Regions from separate parts of the Bos taurus genome. Here region 1 is linked to region 2. Evidence: chromatin contacts called from public Hi-C data. All regions are on one chromosome and are shown on one strand. Each heading gives the region's core, a stretch centred on a gene start, on an enhancer-like site or on the middle of the called end of the contact. The rest is flanking DNA. Distances are from core to core; before and after follow the strand shown. Region 1 has its middle 39 kb from the start of PAQR8. Region 2 overlaps LOC132343630 (a long non-coding RNA gene).

The links. Hi-C and Micro-C count contacts between places; a contact is called where the count stands out from the background.
Region 1: a Hi-C map of an unstated tissue shows a contact between it and region 2, with 2.2 times the contacts expected there. The contact joins two enhancer-like sites. A contact is called at or near these places in 2 of 11 Hi-C or Micro-C datasets (liver and an unstated tissue).

What each region holds. Positions count from the first base shown.
Region 1 is chr23:24,782,479-24,785,178 of ARS-UCD2.0, reverse strand. No RefSeq gene overlaps it. Among named protein-coding and RNA genes, the nearest start is that of PAQR8, 39 kb to the left of the region's middle. Within about 2 kb of position 1,423, at least 48 of the 102 cell types and tissues checked have an H3K27ac peak or open chromatin away from gene starts, as enhancers often do.
Region 2 is chr23:24,726,803-24,729,502 of ARS-UCD2.0, reverse strand. All of the region lies in intron 2 of LOC132343630 (a long non-coding RNA gene), which reads right to left. It overlaps LOC112443867 (a long non-coding RNA gene), which reads left to right. Exons shown (of 3, transcript XR_003032283.2): 3 at 282-688. Among named protein-coding and RNA genes, the nearest start is that of MCM3, 16 kb to the right of the region's middle. Within about 2 kb of position 1,277, at least 10 of the 102 cell types and tissues checked have an H3K27ac peak or open chromatin away from gene starts, as enhancers often do.

The DNA.
Region 1 (2,700 bases), core at 174-2,673, 56 kb before region 2:
CCATCTGAGCCAAATACTAGATGCCAAAAGTCTTTGGTCCTCCCAGGAAGCTTGAATCTCAGTGTATACTAGAGGATGGACCTATATCTACAGCAGAAAAGAAAAGGAGTAGAGCCCATTCCCTCCCCCTCCCACTGCCCCTTAAAGCCCAGGACCTCAGGGAGAAATCTACTTAACAGGATTCCCAAGGCCCTAGGTCTTCCTGAATTAGTTGTTATATCAAATAATTAAGGTAATTACCACCCATAATTAACCATATAGAATACATTAATATAAGATGTCAATATTATTTAACTAGTAAAAGAGAGCCAGACACCTAAGACAAACAACAGGGGGGAAAAAACAAGAAGATAAACCAGACAGTGCGCTGGTCATTTGTTTATATTCAGACAGACTCTAGAATGCCATTCCCTGAGGTCCTGAGCAGGCTAGCGCCCCACCAGGTGACCTGGTCAAGGGTGCAGCAACTCAGGGGTGGGTCCAGGCTGTGGACATCCTAAGAGGGCAGTCAAGGGCAGTCCACCTTCCATGCAGGTAACTCCTTTTCACTCCACTAAAGGGAGCCCTCGCCAACAGAAGCAATCCAAAAGTATAATACTCATGTTTACTAGACCGTGGAATGCAATGCATTTGTGGGCGGTTAGTTTGTATGTGTGTACGCTGAAACCTTCCTGATTTTCCTCCAGTTTTTACTCAGAAACAACCTCTCACAAAGTACAAAAGAGGAGGAAGCAAGCAGCACATGTGGATCTAAAAATTACACACACTTTTATTATGAGTTACACACACACACAGGTAGAGCTTACCTATACAATTTGAAAACTCACTCCAGAGCTATTCTGAGCTATAAGCCCAGACTCTTTTCATCGGATCCCTGGGCAAAATCACTTCTAACCCAGCTCAGAAATATGAGATGCAACCCTAAGCCTGTCCAGTCCACAGGTCTCCCTTTTGTGAGTCTGTGCCTGAGGGCCACAGATGCTTAGGGCACTGCGGTGCCCACGCAGGTCTGCCAGGTGCGCCCCTCTCCGGTCCCCCTGCCTAATTTGCCAACACTGCTCGCTAGGTGGAGGGTCCCTACCCAACCTCGTCCAGGGTGGCCCTTCCTGCTCCCTTGAGAGGATGTCCTCTTGAGATGGCCATGACCCCACCGAGTGGGCTGCGTTCCCTAGGCCGAGATGTTCCCTGAGTGCCCGCCCTACAGCTCCGCGGGCCACCTCGGACCCCCGCCGCGGCGTTCTAGCTCTCCAATCCCGCATCCTCCAGAACAGAACCCCGGATTCTCCGCACAGCTCCGCTCCCTGCACCCGCCCTCTCGGCGAAACCCCCTCCATCCTTCCCCGGAGAAGTCACTCGCGTCGCCCCACCCTCCCCTGTCCGGGGCTCCCCTCCCTGGGGCTTCTCTCCTGCCCCGCCCGCCTCGGGCTTCCTCTCTCCGCACTCCCTTCCCGGGTTCTGCTCCCCTCCGCCCTACGGAGGGCGCCCCGAGAAGGCCGACTGGGCAGCCCTCATTCCGCACCCCTGGGGACCTCTCCAATCTCAGGATCCTAACCCCGTAGTCCTCCAGGATCGGGTTTCGGGACGCCCCAACTTCGAGTTCCTGACCCTCTGCCTCGCCTTCAGGGCTCCTGGACGCCCCAGCACCGGGGGCATGTTGACTTCCCACCCCCGGGCTCCTCTACCTCGCGATGCTCCTCCGGGGGCCCCCACAGTCGCTATCTTGGCATCTCGGTGCTTGCGCCCTGGGGCTCCCCAACAGCCGGGTCCTGACCCGCCTCCCTCCGCGCACCGCGCCGCCAGCCCAGGGACTCACCGGCAGCGGCGGCCGAGCCCGTGCACGCAGCCCAGCCCGCACTCCCGGCCCAAGATCCCGCTCCCAGCTTCCTGCAGGCGGCGGTGACTGCGGCCAGCGCGGGTCGGAGGAGCGGCGAGGAAGAGGGGCCAGCCGGGGGCGGGCTCCGCCCGGCTCCGCCCCTTCCCGGCCCGGGGGCGGGATGCGCAGACCCGCGCACCCACCGCCGCCGCGGGTGTTGCCGGCGAGGAAGTTGACTAACGCCTCTTCCTTCCAGCCGGGGGTCAGGCCCGCAAGGACCCCTTTCGGCGGCTGAAGGCCCGAGGGGACAGGAGAAAAAGAGACTAGTCAGCCGCTGTCCTGGTCTTTCCGGGGGTGGGGGTTGGGGGGGCACTGCAGAAGTCTTTCCGGAGGGGGAAAAGCAACACAACCTTCTCCTTTTAAGACAGAATCCAATCTACTCTTAAGCACTCAAATCTGCACATTCAGGGTCACTCTGCCCATGAAATCATGTTATGACTTGCCGAGGAGGGAGACTGTCGACACACACTTTCACACCCCTGAGACCCATCCTCGAAGGACTCCCCTATGACACGCTCCATACAAATACACCTCTTACACTGACAGGCCGTCACCCACTTCTATACCCCCATCTCCTCTAGCAGGTTCCGATAAGCATGACCTACGTCCACAAGGGACGGAGTGGAGGTGGTCAGAAGAGGAATTTCCACGTTTGGTCCTCCCCAGACTTGTCCCCTTCCTGCATTGCTGTCCATGTTTTACCATAAGGAAAATACACCTAAGATATTGGAGCACAGGGGAGCATGGTGGTCCGGTGGTTAAGACTCCTTGCTCCTAATGCAGGGGGGGCGGGATACATCCTTGGTCAGGAAACTAGATCCCACATG
Region 2 (2,700 bases), core at 28-2,527:
CTTCAGGCAGCTAACAGGCTAGCAGCAGCGTAGCCACTGGGAAGCGGAGTGTATCGGTGAGGTGGTCACTGGCTGTTGCTGGCTCCATAATCTGCATTGTTGTTGTTCAGTCGCTCAGCTGTGTTCAACTCTTTGTGACCCCATGGACTGCAGCATACCAGGCTTTCCTGTCCTTCACCATCTTCCAGAGCTTGCTCAAAGTCATGTCCATTGAACTGGTGATGCCATCCAACCATCTCATCCTCTGTTGTCCTCTTCTCATCCTGCCTTCTCTTTTCCAGCATCAGGGTCTTTTCCAAAGGTGGCCAAAGTATTGGAGCTTCAGCATCAGTCCTTCCAATGAATATTCAGGGTTGTTTGAGGAGAGGTCTAATGCCCAGAGTTGGACCACAGCCTCCACCCTCACTATGGCACACAGCAGAATCGCAAAGGATGAGGCACAAAAGCTGCTGAGGTTCCAAGTGCATCAAGCCAACAGCCGGTACCTGGCATTTCAGGCCGGGCCAACCCGAGGTGATACCTATCCATCCTGCTTTTTCATTTGACTTTCCCCTTCAGGTCCTTTTCCTTCTTTCCACATTAACCCTCCTTTTTTCCATTCCTGAGAATAAAGTACTGTTGCTGATGTTTGTATTAATAAGGCTCCAAGGTGTTGTATCTTCTTATAAAGTGCCAAGAGAGGGCATGCACGCAGGTCATCCCCAGCCGTAGGGGAACAAATTGTCTTCATTGTCAGAGGAGCCTATAAACAATTGGTTATAGGTGCGTGGCTGCTTTATAGCCCAAGCAGTTGATAGTGGCTGACATACACATCTGTTGGTTCTACTTTAAATTTCTTGAGTCTCACTTTGACCACTCATAAAGGCATGAACATTTATCTACCTCCCTTTACACCAGCACACACACAAATGTGCCCTTCTCTTCACCAACTCTGTTCAAATAATACTCTCTATTAGTTTCCTACTGTCTCTGTATCAGTGCCAGGTGGCACTATTGGTAAAGAACACATCTGCCAATGCAGAAGACATGAGACATGGGTTTGATCCCTGGGTCAGGAAGATCCCCTAGAGGGCATGGCAACCCATTCCAGTGTCCTTGCGTGGAGAAACCTATGGACAGAGGAGCTTAGCAGGCTACGGTCCACAGGGTTGAAAAAAGGCAAACACGACTGAAGTGACTTAGCATGCAAACATGCAAAGCACATATATTGTAACAAATTGCCACAACTTAGCAACGTAACATAAGTGGGACTTGCAGAAGGCACAGGGGTGACACAGTGTGGTCCTTTGGGAGAACTGCAGTTAGTTCTGCAGGGTGGGGTGAGAGGGGGAAATGTGGGGCTGCAGAGGATCCAAGGAGCTTGAACATTTTCCTAAGAGCCAAAGAGAAGCACTGATGGAAATTACCCAGAGAGGTGACATGATCACTTTGGCCTTTAAAAAAAGATAACCCTTTGGGAGTAAAGAGGGATGAACTGGATTGGGGAGGAGAGGGAACTGGGGACAGGAGGACCAGCTAGGAGGTGAGCAGGAGTTATACGGGAAGGGTGGAGAGTGAACTGTACAGTTGTGTGTGTGTGGTAGTTAATTAGAATATGCTAATCAATTGGACTACACAAGAACTTCTTCCTTGTTAAGCACCCGCCTTTTTCCAGTTGTGACTGGCCATTGTAGGACTGCAGCCCAGTAGCTCATTGGATGATGGGACTGTTCGTTCTCCAGGTTGAGTTAACCAGAGGGATTCCTGAAAGAGGTAGTTTCTGCCTTGACCCTTACAGTTTTCAGAAGGCGAGAACATTTCCTTGGTCTCTCTCAGTCCTCCTTCCAGCCTACCCTCACCCACCTAACTGAGGCTACAACTGTCAGAGGCAAACGGTGGGCTGGAGTCATGCAGAGCTGGACAGGAGCCTTGGTTTCCCCATCTTTCGAAGCGGAGCCAGATAACCCCTAGACCTAGCTGCAATCTGATTTAGCTGTGTTTACCTTGTGTCCTGCCCCTTTTTCAGTTTTCTCTCCTTCCCTCAGTGTCCTAGACGTGAAAAAACTCACTGGTGAACGTGTTGTATGTGGAGGCGGGTGGGGGCTGTGCGGACAACTTCAGGGTGAAAACTACACCACAATGAGAAAGCTCTACTAGTTTAAAAAGTGTAATTTAATAAAAGTTTCTGTTACTCTTTTTCCCTCCTTTAAGGTTTATGGGTGGGGGGGGGGGTGGTGGTGGGGTAATAGGTGGTTTTTAATGTTAATGATGAAAACAAAGCACAGGAGGAAGACTTTATTTTGCTCAGGGGACACAGTTGCAATGGGACAGGAGTTTATTTGCTAATTTGGAGGTGAGACTGAGAAGGCAATGGCAACCCACTCCAGTACTCTTGCCTGGAAAATCCCATGGACGGAGGAGCCTGGTAGGCCGCAGTCCACGGGGTCACTAAGAGTCGGACACAACTGAGCGTCTTCATTTTGGAGGTGAGAAAGAAGAACGAGCCTTGTCCTGAGCTGTTTCAGCCTTGAGGCAGGAGGAAGGCTGGTCCTGGGGCCCCAAGGACCCTAAGCAGCTGGAATCAGTGACTATGGAGGAGTGGCACTCAGTCCTTGGATCAGGAGGGTTAAAGCATAGTCCAGGCTCATGTTTCACTTGCGCCTGCACTCTGCCAAGAGAAAACTTCTGGGGAGAGAGCTGAGGGGGTATGTTAAGGTAAGC